Regions from separate parts of the Oryctolagus cuniculus genome. Here region 2 is linked to region 1. A link is a contact called in public Micro-C data. All regions are on one chromosome and are shown on one strand. Each heading gives the region's core, a stretch centred on a gene start, on an enhancer-like site or on the middle of the called end of the contact. The rest is flanking DNA. Distances are from core to core; before and after follow the strand shown. Region 1 has its middle 120 kb from the start of SPRED1. Region 2 holds the start of SPRED1 (sprouty related EVH1 domain containing 1).

Region 1 (3,502 bases), core at 344-2,843:
CAGAATTAGTAATTTTCAAAGATTTTTAGATAAAATTAAGTTACAGTATTCTAAAGTCACACTTGAACCTGACTTTATCTTTTAAAGGTGTGCACTGTGCTGTATGATTGTCCCCAGGAATAGCATGTTTGTTGTTCAGTCAACAGAGCTAAAACTCAGTGGTCCATACCATACCTTCAGCGTTGCTTTTTAAATAAAGTCTTGTTTGTTGGTTAAATCCACCCTTTGTCTTAAGTTGAGGAAAGACAAATTTCACTTATTTAGGATTTCTATTTTTTTATTTTTGTTCACACTGCTTACCTTGGCCTTTAAGAAATATCTTGTTAATTAGCTATCGCTTATTTTGGCCTTTTTAAATAATGTGCTTAAACCTCATGTACACATGTGTTAATTGGCATAGACAACCCAGTGATATCTCTTTTGTTAAAAGAGCAAAAAATAACTGCTTTAAAAAAATTTCAACCAGCTCCCACTATGAGACATATAGAGCACATTTGAGTCAAAGTCCTCTTCCTCAGAAACTCTGTTGTTACCATGGGAAAACTGTAAAAATGTTCGAATGTGGGCATGTTATAATTAGAACCAAACGTGGGCTTTATGGGACCTGTCATGATGTTTCTAGGAAGCTAGTTCTGCGTTGGCTTCGGAAGACATCCTTTTCCTACAATCATGACTCACTCCTCCTTCTCCTAACAACCCCCCCACCTTGTTCTGGGATGGAAACTTGCCCAAGTGCTCCAGAGACAGATGAGTAGGCGGATGTCCAGTCCACTACCAAGAACATTCTAGACATTGTGGAAGTGGGACAAAGGGTTTTGCTGGGCCTATCTGGAGCCAGCAGTGTGCTGATGGGTGTATGTTTATCACACACAGAAAGACTCATTTTGTTGGCAACCAACCCTAGCCCACTCGTTAATCCACTCAGCCCCCCCCCCCCCCCCCCCGCCTTCATTTCAGGAAAGCCTGTGCAAGTTCTCTGCAAGCTGATGACTCTGCTCCTCCGGGGAATGCTCGAGTCAGAAAAGCTTTTAAAAAGGAAAGAGGAGCCAAGGCCTCTGCATAAGTAGGCCAGCTGCAGGGTCTCCAGAGAGGCGGGCGGGGAAATCTCCTTGCAGGGCCCCAAACGAGCCCCCATCCCAGCCCCCAACCACCACCACCACACTCCTCTCCATTGTCTTCCCACAACCCCAAACACGCCAGCCCACACCTCTGTGACTGCTCCCGCTGTCATTTTCAGGAAAAGAGATGTTCTGAGTCCATCTTGGCACTTCTGTGAAATTGCAGAAATAATTCATTGACTCACAGAACTCAAAGAGATGATCTAATCACTTTTATTTTTTAAAATGATGAAAATGCAATTGGGAGGGGTCCGCTGACCTGCCCAAGCTCACACAGCCCTAGCTGCACAGCCAGAACCAGAACCTGGGCCTGTCTCCTGCTATGCCTTTGCCTTTTACATGTGAGCTGGTAAATATGAAACTCTGAGACCAGCTCTTCCCACCTCAGTCCTCTTGCTGTTTCCCCTAATGCCCTCTTCTCTTTGGAGCATATGGTTAAACTGAGGCTGGTGAGTCTGATGATGACGCCTGTCTTGGACCGTTCCTTGGGAGGTTCTGGGATGGGGAATTAGTTAACCAATTCCCAAGTGAATCTTAAGATCAAGCCAGTTCAGGGAGTAACGTGGTAGAGCAAAGTTGGGGGAAAAAAATGTATGATGGACAGGATGTCCCAGCAAGAATAGAACAGAGCATGGAGGGGACCAGCAGTGCTGCCTTTTAGCTGCGTTTTTTAGTGGGTTAACCACTAGACCACACTTCCTCTCGAGGAGAGGCAAGGAATTAAAATCAAAGGCTCACCACTGATTCATGCTGCCTGCTAATGCTGCGTATTGCGCCACGCTGTGACCCCATGCTCTATGGCTTGAAAACAGATGTGGGGAGTGAGAGCCCGGGGAACTCAGGGCTGAGGGAGGCGGGGTGCAGGCAGCTCGCCAGGGAAAGAACTTCCTCTGCTGCTAAAATTCAGGCGGAGTGGAAGTTGGGCTAAATTGTTACCATGCAGATCTGGAATCGTTTTTGCAATTGCCTGGCTCCAATTCCAGGTTTTTGCATCCTGCAATAAGACCCGAAAACGTGGTAATGAATGCCCCTGACCCGACTTTTGCCTCTGCCCTCATCTGAATGCCTATTGTGAAGCTACAAGGTTAGCCTGACAGTCATTTCATTAGACAAGAGAGTTTGGTTGCCCTCGGAGCTGGGCCGCACACCCTCCCCCATGTGCACTTTCAAAAGGAAGTACAGAAAAGTTAAGCAATTTGACCAAGGTTATGCAGAACTCAATATTGTGGTTGTTTTCCACCGAGCTTTCTGTACTCTCTTCAATATATTCTTATCATTGGACAACTGAATACACTGTCAGATTTATTGTCTTCCAGAAGTTGAGTGCTTAATTGTGCCCTTAGACACGGAGTTTGTCATGTCCTGTTTATCAAAGACACGTAGCTTTTGAGGGTTAAATATTGTTTCCAGAAATAGTTTCTGTGAGTTCTCTACTAAAGGGAAACTCCATGAGGGTGGGACAGGAATTTCAGCCATGGTTTGCACTAGACATTGCACATGTCACTGTATTTAACTGCCAGTGGGTATAGGAACTGGCTTTTAGGTCCATGGTTTTAAAGTTCTCAGACTTAGCAAAGAAAAAAATAATAAGGTAGTAAGTTCAATGTGAATTTCCCATTTTAAAGGTATTGGTATAAGTATGTTTCTTGCAATGTTTGGGAAGCATACATATCAAACAATTACTCATTGTTTATCCGAGAGTCGAATTAAACTGGTCAGCCTGTTGACCAATCTGACAACCCAGGCTAGGGTCTTCCCCATTGGCACAAAGATCCCTAGGATTCTCTCAAAGAGAGCCAAAATGCAACGCCTTCCCTCCAGAGTTTCAGCATAGCTCCTGGGGAGAATGCAGTCTATACACAACATTGTGATAAATGGTGTAACAGAAGATGCAAAGTGGGGGATAGGGGTTGGGCTTGGCACAGCAGTTAGGATGATGCTTGGGTCACCCCCTTTCCATGTGGAGTGCCTGAGTGCAAGTCCCCGCTCCACTTCTGATCCAACTTCCAGAAGATGATGGTGCAAGTTCCTCTGTCCCTGCCACCCATGTAGGAGACCCAGATTGAATCCCCCAGCTCCTGGCTTTGACTTGGCCCAATCTCAGCTGTTGCAGGCATTGGAAAGTAAAGTAGCAGAAGGCAGATCTCTCTCTGCAGCCTCCCACCCTCCCGCTCTCTTTATAACTTTGCCTTTCAAATAAATGAAATAATCTTTAAAAAATATTTTAAAGAAGATGTAAAAGGCTCTATGATCACGTGGTGAGCTGCAAACAGACAAGATCACGATGGTCATGAAGGCTTCATAGGGTTAAGTTTGGCCATAAAAGATTGGAAGTTCATCAGACAAAGGTATGGAAGCTTGAAAGAATATGGTCAGTTCAGTGT
Region 2 (3,502 bases), core at 606-3,105, 120 kb after region 1:
TCTGCCTCTGCTCAGAGCAGTTGGTGCCACAGAGGCATCTCCTGCGCTATAGTTATGCAACCTCACTCGCAGCGGGAGTTATTTCCTGTGCTTCTGGCTGCGCCAGAACTCATGTAACACGCCTACCCTGGGCTTCAATGGAAGTCGTTCTCCATTAACAACCATTCCAGCTTTGGAAGATGAATGCCCTGCACAGCAAACCCCTTGCGCAGTAAGAATCCAGGCACTGGGAATTAAAACACACACACAAACACACACACACACACACACGTTGTGCACGCAGCTAGGGGACAGCAGCAGTGCAACCAGAGGGACAGCAGGCGGAGCTCTTTTTGCACAGTCCCTGCCGGTAAAACCCCCCACTAACTAAAGATGAACTCTTGCCAGCTCCATTCTTTGCAAGGAAGGCGCACACACACACACACACACACACACAGAAGAGGGCCCTCTAGAATTTCCTCCCGGAACACACTATCTTTCCAGTCCGCTCGATCCAGCCACCCGGAGAGTGCAAGCCGAGTAACGGGGAGCAAGCAGCGCGCTGCAACAATGCGCCCTCGCTCGCAGCTCCCCTCGCGGCTCCCACCCCCGCCCCCTCCGCGGCGTGCCAAGAGTTTGGAGCGCGCGCACGCACACTGAGCGCGGCGCATGGCGTATCCCTCCGCCTCCCTCCTCCTCCTCCTCCTCCTCCTCCTCCTCTCCCCGCCCGAGCGGCTCGACAACGATTTGGGAAATGAAGGGAGGAGGGGACTACTTTCCTGAAACTTGCTATGCTGCACACGACTTCGAGTTGCAGTGATTCGCCCGCAGGCCGCAGCTTCTCAGTCCTCCCCTCCACACCTCCTCAGAGCCCAGGCTGCCCAGCTCGGCAGCCCCGCCCTGCGCCTGCTCTAGCCCCGCGGGAAGCCAGCGACCGGGAGAAGTCGCGAGGGACTACTTCGCCTCCTTCTCCCGCGGGCGCCCCCGGTTCGGGCAGCGGCGGCGGCGGCGGCGGCGGCGGAAGGAGCGGGCGGCGTGAGCGCTTCCGCCGCCCCCCTCGCGGCTCCCCTCTAGCGGGCGTGAGGTGCTGGCCCGCGGAGCCGCCGGTGGGCACGGGCTGGCGGGGGACCTGCGGCTGCTCCGCTCCCCTCCCGCTGCTCCTTGGCGCCTTGTCCCCCTTCCTCCCCGGCGCCCGCCCGCCGGCTCGCTCCTCTCTGGCCCGGGTGGGAGCCACCGGCCCGCCTGCCCCTCGCCTCCCGCTCCCCGCCACCCCTCCTCCCCCTCAGGAGGAGTCCCGGCTGGAGCGTGTCTGGAGGAATCCGCCGCCGTGGGGCCCCTCGCCCGTTTCTGTGCGTGCCTGATCAGCAGCGACCCAGGCGCCGCCGGGGTCTGAGCGGCAGCCCAGAGCGGCGAGGCGGGAGATGGTGGGGTGGGCTCCGGCGGGACCGCGCCGCCGCCCGCAGCCTGGGCTCGGTACTCCCCCGCCGGCCCCCACCGGGCGCAGCTCTTCTTCCTCCTCGCCGCATCCCTGAGGGAAGCGCCGCCTCTGCTCCCGGCTTCTCCGCCCGCCCGCCCGCTCCTTCCTGGCCGGACCCCGCGGCGCTCCACCCCGGCGGCCGGAGGAGCAGCTCTCCAGTCAGCCTTTGCAGTCCCCTTACCTTCTTTTTTTTTTTTTTTTCCCCCACCCCTACCTCCCCTCCCCTGGCCGCCTCGGATCCTTCGGCTGGGCGCTGAGGCAGGGGAAGAGGCTGGGGTCGCCACGGAGAAGGTTGCTGCCGCCACCCCCCTGCGGGGGTGGCCGGGGTTCCCGGCTGGGGGGGCACCGTTCCGGGTGAGGCATCCACCATGGTGAGGCCCCTGAGCCGCTGCGCCCGCGCCCCCCCGGCCGCCGCTGCCTCCTGCCCCTCGGTGCTGCTGCTGCTGCCCCCCTGCCTGCTGTTGCTCCTCCATCTCCAGATCGGATCGCGTTGAGGGAAAGATGAGCGAGGAGACGGCGACTTCTGACAACGAGTAAGCGCCTCATTGATCTTGATTGCTAATCCCCCACTCCCCAGTCATTCGTCTGCACTGCCCCAGACCCCTCGAGACTCGGGCGCCCGAAAGCCTGCGCCCCTGGAGAGTTCGGTGCGTCTGCTTCTGGATGTAACTGATTTCTTGAGCCATTTTATTTCATGGCAGCAGCCCTCCGCTCTCCCTGCGTTAACTTGCTTTCTGTCGGGGAAGGGGATTCAGATTCAGTGTTGGGTTGGGATGGCAGTTGTACATCCCTGAGATGGAGTAAGCGGACGGATCGGGACAGTAGCAGTGACCCCTCCGCCTGGGAGACCCTTGGCCTGTCCTCTTTCGTTTTATCGTCAGCCAACATATCTTGAATATATCCATCGTGCTTCCTGTCTGGCTATTTCACTGGGAAACTGATGTGTGGGAGCACCTCCTGTAGCAAACTGCTCTTGAATCTTAATTCGATGAGTCAATGACTCTTAAATACCTATTAAGCCTTCACCCCACCCCCACTCCCCCTTTTAAACTTGTGACCTGTGAGATTCCTGTAAAAAAATGGGGTTAGGGAAACATTTTTGGACTTTAATAGGATTAAGGACTCCTGGGGTGTGGGGGATGTCGAGCTGTTATGTTTACTTTTGGGAATATTGGACGTGTCTTCATCAAGAACATTGAAGAATTTGGAGTTCTAATTTTTGTCCTTGGGTTGTGTTAAAATACTCCGGTTTCCGTTAATTGAACAGAATTTTACGTTGCTTAACATGTTGGTGACTTCATCAACTTCTAGAGCATTCTGGCTTAAGTTTTGCTTATTTTGGGATGTCCCCATGTTTTCCAAACTATTTGCCTTTTTAAACATTTGACTTTAACGTAACAGCTGCCTGGAGGAATAATGGTGTTGGGCACGGTTTTCTATGGAGAAGGGTTTTAATTCCGTGCAGGATGTTAGCATCCGTTTCCTTGTCATTCAGTTTAAGTTTTGTTTGTCTTTGGCGGGTTGGAAAGAGTTAAGTGAGTTCGGACTAGCCTTTAGGATGCATTCCTCTAAATAAAGTGCATTCCTCAAGTCAGACCTTTTTGAGAAAAAGCTTTAAAAGTCCAATGCCGAGGTCTGTCGTACATGCCAAGTAGCGTCTACCCCCAACCCCCAACCCCCAACCCGCTTTAAGAGCACAAGCTTCTGATGTGCGGGTGTAGAAGGAGGTAGATTGCTGCAGTGTCAGTGCAGCCTAGAAGCAGAAGTGGCCGCCATGTTCTCTCGCTTTTTGTGAATCGCCCTCATTTGCATAGCACAGTCTTCATTCATAAAAAAAATAATTAAACATCTATCACCTTGGACATCTTGAAAGAATTTCCCAAGGAAAAATTCGAAGCTTGTTTGTCTGTCTTCGTGTAGCTGTTTGAGTTCAGGAAATAAGGAGAATTTGAAGTTTCAGATTAAATTTAAAAAACATACGCACACATAAACAACTACCCCTGTTCTCAGAATGTTGACACGGTTATGTGGGAAATATCAGTTCGG

What was found. A called contact is a pair of places that touch in the nucleus more often than the background predicts.
Region 2: a contact with region 1 is called in a Micro-C map of ear pinna, with 5 times the contacts expected there. The contact joins the promoter of SPRED1 here to the enhancer-like site in region 1. A contact is called at or near these places in 4 of 6 Hi-C or Micro-C datasets (ear pinna, psoas muscle, skin fibroblasts and 1 more).

Annotation. Positions count from the first base shown.
Region 1 is chr12:61,197,363-61,200,864 of mOryCun1.1, forward strand. No RefSeq gene overlaps it. Among named protein-coding and RNA genes, the nearest start is that of SPRED1, 120 kb to the right of the region's middle. Within about 2 kb of position 1,594, at least 6 of the 8 cell types and tissues checked have an H3K27ac peak or open chromatin away from gene starts, as enhancers often do. A contact at or near this core is called in ear pinna, where this site is marked.
Region 2 is chr12:61,318,964-61,322,465 of mOryCun1.1, forward strand. SPRED1 (sprouty related EVH1 domain containing 1) reads left to right here and starts at 1,856. Exons shown (of 7, transcript XM_008269229.4): 1 at 1,856-1,989. The coding sequence starts at 1,958.